Regions from separate parts of the Sus scrofa genome. Here region 2 is linked to region 1. Evidence: chromatin contacts called from public HiChIP or PLAC-seq data. All regions are on one chromosome and are shown on one strand. The core of a region is the stretch at or near the end of the contact, and the rest is flanking DNA. Distances in the headings are between cores, read along the strand shown.

Region 1 (2,971 bases), core at 217-2,716:
CGCCGCCGCCGTCGCCTGCTGGCCCGGGACGCGCGCCCGCCCCGCCCCAGGCCCCGCCCCTGCCCCAGGCCCCGCCCGGCCCCGGACTGGGCCCCGCCCCCTAAGCGCGCGCCCGCCCGGGCCCCCTCCTGGATCCGGCCCCTCGCCCTGGGCTCACCCTAGGGCTACGAAGGGTCGCGCCCAAGAACCCGAAGCCTTCTTTTGGTCTGGAATCTGTCCCGGCCCCACGGACGAAAGAGGTGGAAAGAGAAGTGAAAACAGCTCTCAGAATCTGTCTCTTAACAGCAGTCTCCAGATCCCCGGGCTTCTGGTTACTTCTCAAATCAAGCACCATAGTGTCTGTGAGGACGGTGGGCAGTGGTGGCACGAGGGAGGCGAGGCCGGCCGCTGCTAGCGCTTTTAGAGGCTAGTGAACTGACAGACTGGGGACGGAAGGGAGCAACGCTCAGTCCCCGAGTCACTGGTTCTAAATTCAGTCTCAACCGTGATGGAGCGTCCCACTCTATAAACCAGGTGCACTCAAAGACTTGGTCCTGCCCTGGGAGCGCCCAATCCATCTGCCCAAACAACTAATGGGTGTCGCCTGGAAAGCCATGGGGATTGAGAAAGGCAGCCGATTCTTCCTAGCCGGCGGCACGGGGCGGGCCCCCTGGGGCAGAGACCCGGGAGGTGTCTCGAGGGGAAAGGCGGGGAAGGGCGAGAGGTCTCAGGGAGGCGCCAGAGCCGTCAACACAAGTTTCCTGAGCGCCTACTCTGTGCCGGACTCTGTTCTATCCGTGAACGCAAGCGGCCAGAATCTCTCGAGGGAAGAGGACCTCATTTTAGGGGTGGATGGTAGCAGTCCCCATGTGAAGACAGAAACCGCGCTAAGTTAGCGGTGCTCTGGAGAAAAGCAGAGCAGGGTCCGCGCACCAGGCGGCGGCGGGGATACCGGGTGGGGGTGTAGGCCCGGGCCCGATGGAGCCTGGGGGCAGATCGCACTCTCCGAGGCGGAGGTCTTGCGACCCAAACAGCGTGCCGGGAAGGCGGGACGCGAGGGGGCGGGAAGGGGGTGGTTAAGGTTTGGGACAGGGTCCAGGGGAGGATAAAGGGCCGCCTGAGGTTGGTGAGATGGGAGTGGGGGAGTTAAGGAGACCTGACGGGATCCGCCTTGGGTTGCAAACAGTCGCAAGTGGTAGCGAGGGGGCATAGAGACACGGGCGGAAGACGCCCGTGAGAAAAGAAACCCCAGAGACTTCAGGACTTCTGGCTTGGAGGAGGCGGAACTTGCGGGTGAAATGCCAGCAAACATACTTGGCTGCTAGAGGGGGACAGACGCCAGACGTCCCTTCTTCTCTCAGAGATCCAGGTGTGGGAGGTGGAGTCTGTTCTGCGGCCGAGGCCTCTCTTCCGGGCGGTCACAGTCCGGGTCAAGGTTCCCTGCGCCTCGCGGCGGCTGTCCCATCTGCGCATGCCTGCCCAAAGCCCAGGCGCCCGGCGGGGCAAGGACGCTGGAGGGCGCTGTCCCTCTCACAGGGGTCTTCAGCAAATTTTGAACATCTCTGTTCTAAGGGGTATAGCGATAACCAAAACATGCACGTCCCTGCCGGCGTGGGGTCTGACGTTTAATAGGGGAGGGGAGGCAGCTTTTATCCCATACGGTGATGAACTACAACCCCCCTTAAGTGCTTTCAAGGGCCCAGTATGTAAAGGGGGGCGAGGTCTGGGGGGCGGGGATGTTTCCTAAAGAATGGCCCAAGAGCTAATAGCTGAGGGCTGGGGGAGGATGGATTCTGAGCATGGGGGTACAGACAGTACACTGTGACATCGGAGACCAAGGTCTGCAAGGAGCAGAAGGGGAATCAGGAAGTGCAAACCCCGGGGTGAGGGGAGTGACAAGGAGGCGGGGAAACTACACAGAAAGACAGATCAGGGGCTGGCTGCCAGGGGCTGCAGTGCAAGAGGGAACTTTGGGGTGATGGTAATATTTTCTCTGGATTGCTGTGGTGGTTACACAGCTGTAATGTCCAACTATGCAGAACTGTGTACCCAAAGGAGCGAGTTTCACTGAATTATATCTCAATTAGCCTTACTTTATTTTTGGCTGCTCCTGCGGCAGGCAGAAGTTCCCAGGCCAAGGATCTCACCAGAGCCACAGCAGTGACGCCAAATCCTTTACTGCTAAGCCACCAGGGAACTCCAGCCTTACTTTAAAATAAATACATTAAAAAAAAAAAGGAAAGACGCTGGCAAGGTAAGCCTGGGTCACCTGGCCCCACAGGCCCTGGGAAGGGTTTTGGTCTTGAACCAGTCGGGCTGGTAGCTGAGCAAAATGGACCTGAAGCGATTCCACTGGGCCCTTAATGGGCACTGATAAACAGCATGACCATGCAGCCCCGGGACCTCGGGGCTAGGCACTGCCTGGTGCCATGTACAAGCTCCCCTCTGTGCCCCCCTCCTTCTCAACAGCACAGGCTGCAGCTGCTGAGCCCGGCCATGGGCCACGGGCCACAGGCCACACACCAAGCCGGAAGTTATGAGGATTTGGCATTCCTCTAGGAAGATTAGATCAAATGCCAACGCATTACAGAAGGGAGGAGAGGGGTCTGCCTGCAGGGAAGTGGCAGGAGCCAGCCCTGACCCCGGAGGGAGGGGGGCCTGCACCCCACAGGTAAAGACAGAGACTGCCTGGAAAAGCTCACCTTCAGGGCCACCTGCAGCCACAGGGTGCAGCTTGGAACACACAAACCTGCTTGGCCAGTCTGCGACCAGCTAGCCAGTGACCATCTTAGCTGCTTCCCCAGGGGCCTGCTGACTTAGACAAGTGGCCAGTGAAGCAAAGAAGCAGAACAGAAACGTGAGGCCTCCCCAGGACTCGTTAAGGGGTTGAAGTGAACAGCAGTCCCGCCCGCACCCCACCCGCGGTGGGAACCAGCTCATCCAGGCTGGCCAGCTGGCCTCAACAGGGCTTAAAAACATACCCAGGCCTCAA
Region 2 (2,964 bases), core at 340-2,839, 880 kb after region 1:
AAATTATTTACCTTTTTTAAAATCAACTTTCCGAGGATTTAACTCCTCAACTAGATTGTAAGATCCTGTATAGCAGGGATAGGGGACTTCTGATTCTCTGTGCCTTGAACACAGAAGGCACCCAAATTTTTGTGACTGAGAATAAGTCAGATTGAACAGCAATAAAAATAAATGTTTTTCAAGATAAGCATAGTACAAATTAATTTTTTAATAAAACCCTTAAGCATGCCTGAGTTATAGCAAAGGCTGGGAACCTAATGCACTAAATGCACAGTCTAGGGAGGGATAAAATCTCTCATTTCAAAAATTAGCAAAGAATTTCTAGTTTCCTCTGGTTCTATCGCGTTAGCCCGGCTTAATGATCTGGATTCTTCTAAAACCCAGGCTGTATTAAAAAGTTCCAAACTGGAGCTAAGTTGCACTCTGCAATTTTTTTCCTTCCACATGGCTGTATGGCTTCAGAACAAATTCCTTCCTTACCTTTCTCACCCTCTGCGCCCTTTCCCTTTGCCACCCCTAAGTCAACATTCTTCAGCAACACAAAAGGCATTATTAGGATTAGCGTCCTTGGACAGTGGGTCTAATCATTAGTGTTTGGAGGAAAAACACGAATTAAAATAAACTTAGTTTCTTAAAATGAAAACGTTCCTCTCTTGAAAAGATGAGAGTTTGCCATAAAAAAAAAAAAAAAAAAAAAGAGAGCTTGATAGTTGGGTACTATCTTCCAACAACAGGTGGAAAGGGCTATGGAGGTTATTCCCGGGAGCGGGATCGGGGTGGGGGCGCGGTGGGGGCGGGAGGGGGAGACTGGGAGGAGGAAGGAACGGCCTGGGGGGAAGGCGTCAGCCTAGGGGAGAACTCTGTTCTAGTTATAATGTTGGGAAATGCGATATAAGGAACGAGTCGAACTGTCTAGCGAGAGACCCCTGGCGTTTCCATGCAAAGCTGGCAGGAAAAACTCAGTGACCCCACCAGTGAGGTGCGGAACGCAAGGCCCGGAAGCCCGGGAAGGCGCCTGAAGAAACGGCCGAGGGATTTTGGAGAACCGGGCAGCCGCAAGGAAGGGACAGCGGCCGTCGTCCCCCGAGGAGGGAGCGCAGAGAGCGGCGGAGGCTCTTCCTACGGCAGGTGAGGCCCCGCCGGGGGACGCGGGCCGGCCCACGTGAGCAGGAGCGGCCGGGCTGGGGGCGGGGGCCCGGGGCTGACCTGCGGGTCCCGCGGCGGCCGGGGCGCGGCCGAGCCGGCCTGGCGGAGGCGGGCGCAGTACTGGTCGGTGGCCTTCACGGCGTCCACCAGCCCCTCGGCGCAGCGGCGCATCTGGCCGATGGTGTCGGCCGCCTCAATCAGGTCACGGTACCGCTCCCCCACCATCTGCCGCAGCTCCTCCTTCTTGTGCTCAATCTCGGCCCGAACCTGGCGCTCCAGCCCGCGGATCTCCTCCGCTCCATGGGTCTCGAAAAGCGCCGCGGGGTCGCGCAGATCCAGCCGCTTCAGAGCAGGGGAAGCGGCCGCGGCCGCCATGACGGACCGGTCAGCCGCCCAACGGGGCACTTCCGCTCAGCCGTCCCGCCCCTGCGGCCATCTTGGTCGGGGGCGGAAGTGCTTCCGCCCCGCTGCGGCCATAGTTGTTTGGGGCGTATCCGGATGGCCGAGGGGCGGGCCTGGCGATGGGCGGCATTTTTTTAAAGAGAGACTGTGTGGTTGTAAGATCACTGTGGCTGGCGGTATGTCTGCTGGTCCAACCCCTCGCGAATCTCAAGCCCCTCCCAGGGCAGGTGGAGCATCTCCACTTCGGAGTTAATTATCATCCAGCGTCCGCGGTGTACCGCCTCCTCGTGATGCTCCTGTGCCTTACTGGTCCGTCGCGGTCCCCGGGCAGGGGTCTTTACGATGATGGGATTGCACCCTCGGCCTGTCCCTCTCCCCTTGGAATCCCTCGGCCGCCCCTGTGTCCTGGCCAGCTGGGAGCCAAGTGGGCACACATAGCTGATAGTAGGTGCTGGATCAAAGCTGGGGCAGCAGCTTGAACCCTTCACTGCCTTGTGCGGCATCCTTGTTATTCATTATATTCTGTGGTCATCAAGCAAATGCAGTGGCAGGAAAAGAGAAGTGTGAGTTCATTTTTGTTCGTTGAAGATAACTTCCCAGTTGCTCTGGACCAGGCCCGAGCACAGGGACAGGCTGCTCCTTACCGGCGCTGTGTGTGCTCGCTCCCTTGCTTCTGGTGTTCTTTGGTTGTTGGTTAATTATTTGGGGGTGCCGTTTTTTCTTTCAACCAGTGTTATACCAAAGATGTTTTCCCTTGTGTAACCTTACATTAATCAGCACCGGTCCGGGTAGAAGGGTAGTGGGCAGCTGAGGAAAGGACCAAAATACTAAGGAAAACAATATCTTGGGGTGGGGAGGATGCCTAACACAGACTTGGTAAGAATGAAACCTGGAGAGTGTGGCCTGTTTCATCTAAGTATTTCCAAGATGCCTCATTAAAAAAAAAAAAAATTGTATTATTGAAGATTTCACCCTAATGCAGAGCGAATGGTATAATGGGTCCATCAGCTGGGTTTTACACTCACTACCTCATGGTCAGTCTCCTGCATCCTTACCCACTTCCTCTCCCTCCCACCACCTCCATTATTTTGAGGCAGGTCCCAGACATCAAAGAATTCCAATCTTTAATATTCTAGTTTACCTCCCACTAGCCCTTCAGTCTACGGATTGAATTTTGCTGCTGGGTAACCTGGGACCCAGAGAGACAGACAGATTTACTCGTGTGTGTAAATTTCAAAGCCTGTCCACAAAATTATCTGATGTACGCTTCAGGCTGCAAAGTAGGTAGGAATAGTTATTCTATGTGTGACGAAAACCTAGAGAAGCTTATTTATTCCTGCCCAAGTCGCATAGTTAGTATGAGACAAAATCAGCCCTTAGGCCTAGAATTTTGAATTCCTTTTCTGCTCTGTCACA

What was found. HiChIP or PLAC-seq counts read pairs in DNA pulled down with a chosen protein or histone mark.
Region 2: a contact with region 1 is called in an H3K27ac HiChIP or PLAC-seq map of skeletal muscle, with 7 times the contacts expected there. The contact joins the promoter of COG1 here to the promoter of TTYH2 in region 1. A contact is called at or near these places in 1 of 5 promoter capture datasets (fetal skeletal muscle), 1 of 47 Hi-C or Micro-C datasets (liver) and 1 of 2 datasets of contacts at active chromatin or transcription factors (skeletal muscle).

The regions. Positions count from the first base shown.
Region 1 is chr12:6,880,096-6,883,066 of Sscrofa11.1, forward strand. It overlaps TTYH2 (protein tweety homolog 2), which reads right to left and starts at 1,467. Exons shown (of 16, transcript XM_021066683.1): 1 at 1,294-1,467; 2 at 332-422; 3 at 158-213. The coding sequence starts at 1,452.
Region 2 is chr12:7,758,950-7,761,913 of Sscrofa11.1, forward strand. COG1 (conserved oligomeric Golgi complex subunit 1) reads right to left here and starts at 1,590. Exons shown (of 14, transcript XM_003131245.4): 1 at 1,207-1,590. The coding sequence starts at 1,521. It overlaps SLC39A11 (zinc transporter ZIP11), which reads left to right and starts at 783. Exons shown (of 10, transcript XM_021066702.1): 1 at 783-1,128.